2 separate regions of the Sus scrofa genome follow, and region 1 is linked to region 2. A link is a contact called in public HiChIP or PLAC-seq data. All regions are on one chromosome and are shown on one strand. Each heading gives the region's core, a stretch centred on a gene start, on an enhancer-like site or on the middle of the called end of the contact. The rest is flanking DNA. Distances are from core to core; before and after follow the strand shown.

Evidence for each region. HiChIP or PLAC-seq counts read pairs in DNA pulled down with a chosen protein or histone mark.
Region 1: a contact with region 2 is called in an H3K27ac HiChIP or PLAC-seq map of alveolar macrophages. The contact joins two enhancer-like sites. A contact is called at or near these places in 2 of 5 promoter capture datasets (fetal liver and fetal skeletal muscle) and 1 of 2 datasets of contacts at active chromatin or transcription factors (alveolar macrophages).

The regions. Positions count from the first base shown.
Region 1 is chr5:32,892,922-32,898,459 of Sscrofa11.1, reverse strand. No RefSeq gene overlaps it. Among named protein-coding and RNA genes, the nearest start is that of RAP1B, 14 kb to the left of the region's middle. Within about 2 kb of position 1,664, at least 1 of the 83 cell types and tissues checked has an H3K27ac peak or open chromatin away from gene starts, as enhancers often do. A contact at or near this core is called in alveolar macrophages, where this site is marked.
Region 2 is chr5:32,757,855-32,762,881 of Sscrofa11.1, reverse strand. No RefSeq gene overlaps it. Among named protein-coding and RNA genes, the nearest start is that of MDM1, 87 kb to the right of the region's middle. Within about 2 kb of position 2,986, at least 3 of the 83 cell types and tissues checked have an H3K27ac peak or open chromatin away from gene starts, as enhancers often do. A contact at or near this core is called in alveolar macrophages, where this site is marked.

The sequences.
Region 1 (5,538 bases), core at 415-2,914, 140 kb before region 2:
TTGGTGATATTTGAGATATAATCCAAGAGACACTCTCCAAGTTGCAACCACTGGAAACTTCAGCCTAGATCATGGCTTTCTAGAAAGTTGGCACTGGGTATGTATCTGCAAACTTGAATAATAACAGAACCATAATTAAGAAATGTCTCAATCTTACGCTCAGAATTATGATTGCTTTGTGAATCATTTTGCATCTGTGTGTGTGTGAGGGAAAAACAATGGAAAGAGCCATGGAATTGCCGCCTTTGGAAAAGCGTAAACCTGAATAATACAGAGGAGACAGTGTGCCAGGCTTTTTGCAAACAAATCCGCAACCCTTCAACATTGTCGCTATCATCACTGCATTTTAAGGATGAGGAGACTGGCTCAGAACTTCCCTATGTGAGCAGTGAACTGGAATTTGAATGAAGGTTGATTTGGCTCCAGTGCCTGTGCTCTTTTTCTCAAATCGCACTCCCCAAACCAGAACTTCTTGCTGCTTGGTACTGTCACTGGAGCTAGTGTCACTCTTGGAACTGCTCAAGTTCTGAAATCATCTTCTGGAACTGCTGCTGTCACTGGAGGATTATGATGGTGGCTCTTTGCTCGCCAACCCATCCTCTGTTAAGGGGGAAAAGCTGCCACTCAGAGGAGGCGAATTGGAGGGCATAATAAAGCCCTTATTGCCCAGAAATATCCCTTCTCTTTTCTGACTTGAAATGGCCACTATTAAAGCCACTTGGTTTGGGGGGGGGGGGAAGCATCGTTGTCTTCAAAAAGTCCCTGTTAATTACAATACACATGCGCTACCTGGGAGTCAGAAGAGGCACTGAGGTTCTTCCAGCTCTGTCTCCTGTGTCTCTCTCTCTCATTAGCAGTTTAGTTGATCAGATAAGCTAGTTGTCACTTGACAAGCAAGGGTCACTGGTGCTCCGTGAGGGCTCTGTGAGGCCAGCAGTTCTGGGTAGGGGTCCTGAAATCCACAGAGTGATGGGGATGACTATGGACCCTCAGTCACAGCTGCTGTGGTGGTGATGGTCTGTTGGTTGCAAGTAACAGATATAGACCCAAGCTACCTTACACAGTAAGGGAATGTATTGGTAGAATACAGGGAGTTCCCCTTGCGGCGTAGTGGAAACGAGTCTGACTAGGATCCATGAGGACTCAAATTCGACCCCTGGCCTCTCTCAGTGGGTTAAGGATCTGGCAGTTGCCCTTAGCTGTGGTGTAGGTCACAGACATGGCTCAGATCCCGTGCTCTGATTTGACCCCTAGGCTGGGAGCTTCCATATGCTGCAAGTGCGGCTCTAAAAAGCAAAAAAAAAAAAAAAAAAAAAAAAAAAAAAAAGAAGAAGAAGAAGAATACCGCCGAGGTGTCTCAGGGAACTGTGGACTCATGGGACAGCCAGGACCCAGGCAGGGAGGAGCCAAGGGAAATCCAGGGACTGGAGTGGCATTTGGTAGAGGTAAGTCTCAGCCTAGAGCAATTCAATGACTAGGCTTGGCTCCTAATTCCCAGTTCCAATACATCTCAAGCCTCAAGTGAGAGGGAGAGTGTGATATTTCAGCTTAGGTGACCACAGTTGGCTTAAGCAGCAATGGCTGTGTGTGGGAAGGGGCAGGGATTGATTCAGGGAGAAATGCACACAACAGAAACAGGAACCCTCCCTCTCCGTGTGGGCAAATGCAACAGTTTCCAGAGAAGAGGGGTTGGGCTGACGCTGTATTAGACACCCACCGCATACCCCCACAAGAACAGGTCTTACTTGGGGAGTCACTCTGTAGGGGGAACTGCTTAGAGATTGTAGGCTGTGGAGGTTAAGGGTGCTGGCTTTGGAGCTGGACTGCCTGAGCCTGAAGGCCAGCTCCTCCACTTCTTGGGCAACCTAACTATTCTCTGTGTGTCTTTGTTCCCTTCTTGAGTGATGATAAAAATAGTACTTACTACCTGAGAGCATTAGGATTAAATGAGTTAATACACAAAAAGTTTAAAACAGTGCCTGGCACACAGTAAGCCCTGGATAAATCGCTATTACTACCAGGCCTTTGAGGTATCATAATATTCATTGAAATTGTCAAACGGGTTCACTTCACTTCAAAAATACTCAGTGGGACTTTTTTAAGAAGCAGTTTTATGAAAGAAAAGAGGAACACAATCAGATAAACACTTTGTTATGAAATATCTACTTAGTGGAACTTAGGCATAAATATAGATGCAACAAATATAAAATATAAAGAAAAGAAGTAAAACAAAGAAAATAAGAACAATAAAAGAAACAATGAGTGTAACATCAAAAGCACAGTCCACAAAGAAAAAAAAGATAAATTGAACTTCACCAAAAGTTAAAATTTTTGCTCTTTAATAGGTGTCATTATAAGAATGAATAGACAAGCAGAATATTTCTAGAGAAAATATTCGTAAGCCATATAACTGATGAAGGACTTAGGTCCAGAAGAAAAGAACATTTACAAGTCAACAATAAGACAAACTGCCTAATTAAAACACAGGCAAAGATTTGTGGATGGCTAATAAACACATGAAAATGTGACAGCATCGGTTTGGAAAATGCAGATTAGAAATCACAATGAGACACCACTATAAACTCTTTGAAATTATTCTGATCCAAAATACTGAGTTTATCAATTATAGGCACGTGAGGAAATGCACACACACCATTGGTGGGACTGTAAAATGGTGCGCCCACTTCAGCAAATAGTTTGGCAATGTCTTACATAGTAAAACATAAATTTGGCATATGACTCAGCAATCCCTCTCTTGGGTACATACCCAAGAGAAATAGCATGTTCACACAAACATTTTTTGTGTAAAAATATTCATAGAATCATTATGAACACAATCAAGTTAAAAAATGGACACAATCCAAATGTCCACTGACAGGTTGAATTGAATGTGGTATTATATATGCATAACATATGTGAATCTCAAAAATATCATGCAAAGTGAAAGAAGAAAGACACTTAAGATTTTATCTTGCATGATCCTATGTATATGAAATGTCTGGAAATGGTAATTACAGAGACAAAAAAACAGAACAGTAATTGCCTGGGTTGGGCATGGGAGTGGGGATTAACTACAAACAGAAATGACAGATTTTGAAGGTGATTGGAATGTTCTAAAGCTAGATGGTTGTACAATTGCATGAATTTACTAAAATCATTGAAATATATCCTTGTTAACAGGTGAATTTTATGGTTATTTAACTTAGCTTTATATAGGTTAAATCTCAATAAAGCTGCTTCTGCCCAATATTCAGTCATTTGGATTGAGTAAAAACTATAGCTAAAAATAATTAAAGGGGAGTTCCCTGGTGGCTCCATGAATTAAGAATCTGGTATTGTCTATGGCTCTGGTTACTGCTATGGCTCTGGTTACTGCTGTGGCACAAGTTTGATTCCTGGCCAGGGAACTTCACATGTTGTGGGGGTGGCCAAAAAAATAATGGCGAAAGAAGAAATCTCTTAGTCCAACGCTATTTGCTGAACCTCATTTTGGTTTCTTAATGTTTTATGCCCAGTCCCACTCCATCTTGCCACTGATCCGCCCTAGAGTAGTGATTTTCTGTTATCAGGGCTGATAGATCATGTATAGACAATGGAGTTTAAGAGTACTCTGGATTGAAACTATAGCGAAGGACCCTTTTAAGAACTATATTTATATAGCTCTAGCTTTTCCCATTCCTATTTGCTATCTACAGATTCAAGCATCACTGGAGTAAAAGAGTGTAAGAAACCATCCTCCAAAGAAAATTCTCCAGTGCTGATTTCTATAGCTGCCTGCGAATACCCAGGAATTTTTCTCTTTTTCTCAATGTGTCATATTGCCTTAACTGTGACAGGAAGAAAACAACTTTTAGGTTAAGTGCAACATCAAAAAGGCTTCTCCTCTTACTAAAAAAAAAAAAAAAACACACACACACACACACAAAAAAAAACACAAAAAAACCCATTTGCTTGATAGTTATTTCCTGTGTCAAACTATCAAATGTTTCCCCTGACAGCAGCCCTGGGGGTTTGTTGCTTGTTTCATGCCAACATGCTAATGTAAAGCACCTGAAGGGAATAACAGTCATTCATTTGTCCATCCATCCATCATCTACACATTCAACAATAGTTTCTTGAGTACTAGCTATATACCATACACTGTGTTGTGAGGATGGAAAAAACGAGTAAGAGAGGCATAGTCTTCACTCTCACAGAGATTAGAGTCTTGTTTGTATGACAGCCAAAAGCCAGCACTGAAGACACATTTCTCCATTTTCCAGGTTTCCTTGGGCTGGCCTTGGCTCTTCTAGTGGCTGCACTGGTGGCATCTCAGATGACCTGGTGACTATGCAGCACCTCTGACAGTGGAGGCAAGGAGCTCCCTGCTGCTGGTAATGGTTTTGATCCATTGGCAATGGTCACTTTGGCAGGCTCCAGAAGGGCAGGCTGGGGGCCTTCTCTTTAATGACAAGTGCAGAAGTCTTAGGGGTGGCCACAAGAGGTCTTAGGTTGGCAGTTGTGACTCTGCCATTGTCAGAGGTGCCTCTAGTACCTAGTACACAAAAATCAAATGCAGGAGTTTCCATTGTGGCTCAGCGGGTTAAGAACCTGACATAGTATCCATGAGGATACAGGTTCTATGCCTGGCCTTGCTCAGTTAAGGATATGGTGCTGCCTCAAGCTGTGGTGTAGGTCGGAGCTGCAGCTTGATCTGAGGTTGCTGTGCCTATGCTATAGGCTGGCAGCTGCAGCTCTGACTTGATCCCTAGCCTGGGAACTTCCATCTGCCCCAGGTGTGGCTGTAAAAAAAAAAAAAAAAAAAAATCAAATGAAAGTTAGGAGTTTTTTTAAAAAATGAAAATATGTCTTCTGTACTTGCTTGGAAGCACATCAGATTGAAGGTAGAGATGAGAACTCATTCATTTCTCAAATATTTCATATTTCTGTGAATACTTAGTAAAATTAAGGTTGCTTTACAACTCTTGCAGTATTTTCAGTTCAGTGGGATGTGGTAGCTTCTTAACGTCATTATATAACACTGTTTTTAGAAAGTTAAAAATAATGTGTTGAGTTGGGGCACTACAGCAAAGAAGAGACAATAACTAATCAGCTTATTTATAACTAGGACCAACAGATAGAGGTCCAACTTTTACTTCTGAAGGATACAATGAGAAAAAATATAAAAATGGAACAGTGCTTTAGACAATATGTTAGTTAAAACCTCATAAGGAGTTCCTGTTGTGGTGCGGCGGAAATGAATCTGACTAGTATCCATGAGGACTTGGGTTCGATCCCTGGCCTTGCTCAGTGGGTCAAGGATCTGGTGTTGCCTGTGAAGGTTGCAGACGAGGCTCAGATCCCATGTTGCTGTGGCTATGGCTGTGGCTGGCAGCTGTAGCTCGGATTCGACTCCTAGCCTGGGAACTTCCACGTGCCCTGGGTGTGGCCCTAAAAAGCTAAAATAAAATAAAACAAAACAAAACCTCATAAGAACATTGAGTGTGCTGGGTAGCATTCCTGGCCTAAACCGACCCTGCTTGTGGAGGAGCCTGAAGC
Region 2 (5,027 bases), core at 1,737-4,236:
TTCCCAAAATCCCTTACTCTTTTACAATTCCATGAATCAATGAAGTCTGCAATATGTGAATTTGAAGTGTGTCTATATTTTAGAGCAACTACTGGACCACGCACCACATTACATTCTGCAGAGGATACCATCCCACATATCCGAGTTCTGCCTCGGGAAGAGTGGTGCTTGCAGCCCTACATACCATTCAACCCAACCTGTGCATCCTGCAAATAGCCTTAGCTGTTTGGAAAACTATCACACGGTGGGCCTGTTAGATTCTCTTGTGGGACCTAGTGTCACTGATGGCATTTATAACAAAAGGATTGATTGTAATAGATGATTATGTTTCAGGAAGCATTTTCCTGGAACCTCCCAACTGGGCAAGAAGGGTGAATGAGCACTGCCTTGACTGTTTCTCCAGGACCTATGCAATAGCTGATTCACTGAAGGCTTTATTTTAAAATGTCTGTTGAGCTGAATGGCCCACGATTGCTTTACATTCTGTGAAGATATAAAAAGAGATATAATTTATAGCTGTGCTACATAAGCAGCTTGCAGTGTAGTTGGGAATATACAAGAAAAACAAATAGAAAACATGGTGATTTGCAATGGATTTCAAATAGCTAGGAGAAGGAAAGGTCAGCGAGGTCTAATATGTTTAGAGAAGGTTTATAGAAGAGGGAAGTTGAGTTACTTGAGAGCTGGGTGGGATTTGGCAAGGTGGAGCTAGGTGAGGAGGGGAGGCGAAGAGGCTAAGCCAAGGCCTGGGGGTGGTAATGAGAATTTTGTGCTACTCATGCTTACAGTTTAACAATTCACATTAAGAAATTTGGTAGACAATAGAGGGTTTGGCTAAGATTCCTGACCCTGGAGTTGGCCTTTCTGGATTCAAATCCCAGCTCCACACCCACCTCTTCCCATTATAGGCTTTGTGAGGTAGGGCAATTTATTTAACCTTTCTGTGTCTCAGTTTCCTTATCTGTAAAATTGGGGATAATAACAGTATCCACCTCATAGGGGTGTTGTAAAGATTAAAGGAGTTGTTGTTTATAAAGGTTTTAGATTAGTGTCTGGCACTTAGTAAACACTTAATATTGGCTTTTATCATCTGTTGTTGTAATACATACCTGGTAGTAGGTTCCAATAGAAGAACTATGAATTTTAAATAGCATATTGAATAACAGATCTCTTGGTCATTTAGGAGGCCAGGTACTGTCTGAGTTGCTACTGAATTTGTAGATCACTGGTTGGGACTGGCTATGGTAGGAAAGAATATTGAATATACAGAACCCAGTGGAAGGTCTAGAGAGCTGGGGGAGGAGATTGGATTTGGTGCATAACTGCTAGGGCACAGTTGCTTTTCCTGAACAGGGAAGTGATGTGATGACAGTCAGAGAAGGAGAAACAGGGACAGGAGGCCCAGTGAGGACCCAGAGGGGCTTATTGCAGTAATTGGGTGCTAGGTGATGAAGGCCAGGGCCAGGGCTGTGGCTGTGACTGAAATGCCACGGGAAATCTGAGACTTCAAAGGAACAACGTCCATTTCTCACCCCCTCTGCTGCCACCACCCTGGTCCAGGGCATCAACTCTTGCTTCGATTGCCTTAGCTCTTCTTAACCCTTCTCTGTTTTTGGCCTCACCTCTTGCAGCCTTATGTCTAAACATTTGCTCCTTTGCACATACTGTCCAACAGCTCCTGCCTCGCTCAGAGGACAAGCTGAACTCCTTCCTCATAAGGGTCTGCAAGGACTGCACCACTGGGCTCTCGTTACCTCTGACTTTACCCCCCAACTGGGAATCCACTTATCCTCTGCATTGCACAAAGCTGTCATCCATCCTGGTCTTCAAATATATCAGACCTGGCCTGCCCCAGGGAACTTGTCTGTGCCTGTTTTTCCCTTAAATATCTGCGGGGCTAGTTCCCTCACCTCCTTTTGGTCTCTGCTCAAATGTCACCTTGTTAGGGACATCTTTCTTGATCAATGTACTGAAAATAGCAACCGTCTTCATTCACCTTGGCACTTTCCACCTGCCTTACTCTGCTTGCCTTTTCCTTCCTTATCCCTGTCTGACACCAGTTCTTTATTTGTTCATTGTCTCATTCTCCACTAGGATGTTAGCTCTACGAGGTCAGATATCTTTGACTGTCTTGCTCATTGATGCACCCACAGGACCTGGAGGCCTAGCATTTAGGAGCTGCTCAATAAACACGTGTTGAATGAATGTGACTAAAAAGCTATCAGTTGTATCAGGCACAGTGGTGGGGACCCCTTAAAAGCACCTTCATTTATTCCTTGTAAAGACCCTGTTAGAAAGTATTGTCCTCATTGTTTTACAAATGACAATATCATATCGAGGCAAAGAGACAGAGCATGGAGCTGGTGGGTGACACAGTCAAGAGCTGTGTCCATTCCTCTGACCTTGGTTCTGTGTGTGATAAAGATGGGATGGGGAGGGAGGGGTCAGCAAGGCACCCAGGCTTCCAGCCTCTGAGCCATGAAAGAGCAGCAGAACCACCAACAGAAGTGGGACTGTGGGGAAAGAAGGCCAGTGTTCCAGAAAAAGAAGAAGTGTAGTGATGAAATGTTGGATCAAGAAGATATTCAGGGGGAAATCTTTAATCTTAAGTAGGGTGACTAAATAATATATTGACTAATCATATATCATCTGAGACCTTGCTGAGAGTCAAAGTGGGCATATTAATAACAAAGTCTGTCTGGAATGACAGACATAAATTGGGACTGTCTCCGCAAAGGGGAACAAGTGGTTCCCCTGGATTTAAGGAATTGGGAAGTTGGTGAGAGATCATGTCTAGAGATTTGGGTGTTTCCCTTTGAGAGGGACACAGGAGAAGCCAGGAGGCTGGGGTGTCTCATCCGTAGGTTAAGGAAAGAAGGGGACCTCAAAGCCAGCTTCTGGACCCCCACCCATAGAGAAGAGTGAGACGAGAAAGAGGAGTCTGTGAAGGACCCAAAAGAACCCAAAGGGAGCACAGAGGTCAGAAGGAGTGGTGGGCAGGAAGGAGGGGAAGTGGGTGGAGGCCATGTGTGGCAGGGCAACTTTAAAGTAGGTCAGCTGACACTTGGCAACAAAACCAGATTAGAGACTCGATTTTGTAACACAATCGTCATCTATCCCCACAAAGTGCTAAAAGGCATTTAATTAAAGTAGATTAAAATTAATTTTGATTTGAAGACTTTTTTTCTGCCATTGCCCTCATTATATTTTGAGACGCTTCGGGTGCTTTCAAAGACTGGATCTGGAATGAGGGTTTGGTGCCCCAGCCGGAAGTTTCCTTGTGCCTCTGCCTGACCTGAGTCACTAAAAGATCCTATATTTAGAGTGTCATTGACACAGATAAAATCTGGGTCCCAGGTGGAAGATGCAAAAGCAAAAAGGGGTACTTTTTTCTTCGGAGTCAAGAAGATTGAAAATCGAGTTTCTGGGCTAGTATTGGTAATATTGCCTGAAATCTGATTTTTCTTGGTAGATTAGAAATTTTGATAACTTAATTATCAGTTCAAGCAGATGTTTTCCTACACCAGCCCATTACTTCATTGAAGGAAGTGTGTGTGTGTGTGTGTGTGTGTGTGTGTGTGTGTGTGTCGGGGGTAGGGTGGGGTGGGTGGGGGCAGCCAGTAAACAAAACCCTAGTTCAAAATATTAAAATGATAGCATTGACAGAAATGCTGGTGAAGTATACCTATTGATAAAATCGTTTAAATGTGGTCTGTCATGTAACAGTTAAGAAATAAGAGCTAGGTCACTAACCACGTTTTTGTCTCCCCAGCCATTAGTCCATTGGACTTAAGCCAGAAGGGATCTTTTTCAGGTAGAGACTATTCGTGAATAGCACATGTTTAGAGTTCTCAGTTTATCAGACAGTAACAGCACATGACCAGGGACCTGGAAACAGAATCCCTCCCTTGCCTTCTCTGAAAGGAAAGCTGAATACTTGTGTCTGGTAGCAGCATCAGTTAGAGGATACACAGCAGGCCTCCCCCATCGCTTCTTTTTATCAGAGCAAAAGTGTGACTGGGCTGCAATCACAGGGGCATATAACTCCTCGAAACCAAAAGGAATAAAATCTCACAGGACTTCAAAGGGAGCAAAATCATTAACATTGAGCCAAAGCCCACTAGCATGCATCACAGACATCAAATAGATATAGAGGGCTCCTCTGAGAGGAGAAAATGCATGACTCTAGGCTACCCCTGCAAAAGATGCTAATACCAATACCTCAAACTGGTTTCACAGAAGCAGTCCATCTGAAGCTGGCTGTCAAGCCTTAACTGATGAATGTTTGCTGTCAAGGCTGTCCTTGAGCAGAATGAGGGACAGGGCTTGGTTGAGGCATACCACTCCCCTCGGCCCTTCTCAATGCCCTCCCTAAAGACTGAGTCCCTTAAAGAGCTTCATCGAAGGTTTTATGCTCAAAATGATAATTTCTCAGAGCCATATGGTACAATGTCAATCACGTTCAATACTCCCCTCCTTTTCCTGTTATCACCTTCTTCCCTCTTCCTCTCCTCTTGTTCCCATCTGTTTAATTTTCATGGTTTTTCTTTTCTGTCTCTTTAACCATTCTTTTCCTTTCCTGAGATATGAAACTGGGGGGTGGGGATAGAAGGTGGAGAGAGAGAGAGAGAAAGAGAGAGGGAGAGAGAATGAGAGAGAGAAAGGAGTGAAGGAGGGAAGGAGAGAAGACAGGAAGGGGGGTTATCTGTTATCTCGTAGGTTGTATATAATGTTTGTTAATCCCAGGGATTTCTTATACTGCTGGTGTTTGTTTTCATCTCATAGTATTGTTGGGAGGATTAAATGCAGAGTACTTAGCCTAGTGCCTGTAGTACAGTAAAGTCCCAATAAACACTAGCTGTTATTTAAGTTTGCTCTGGAATAAATATCTTTATAGGTAGGGCATTCCATTTGTGTGGGGATTCTTCAGTTCTCCACAGTTCCATTTTCTGAAATACTTTCAGGGTAACTGATGTATATGCGCTCATGCATGTGGGTGAGCTCGTGTGTGTGTGTGTGTGTGCACA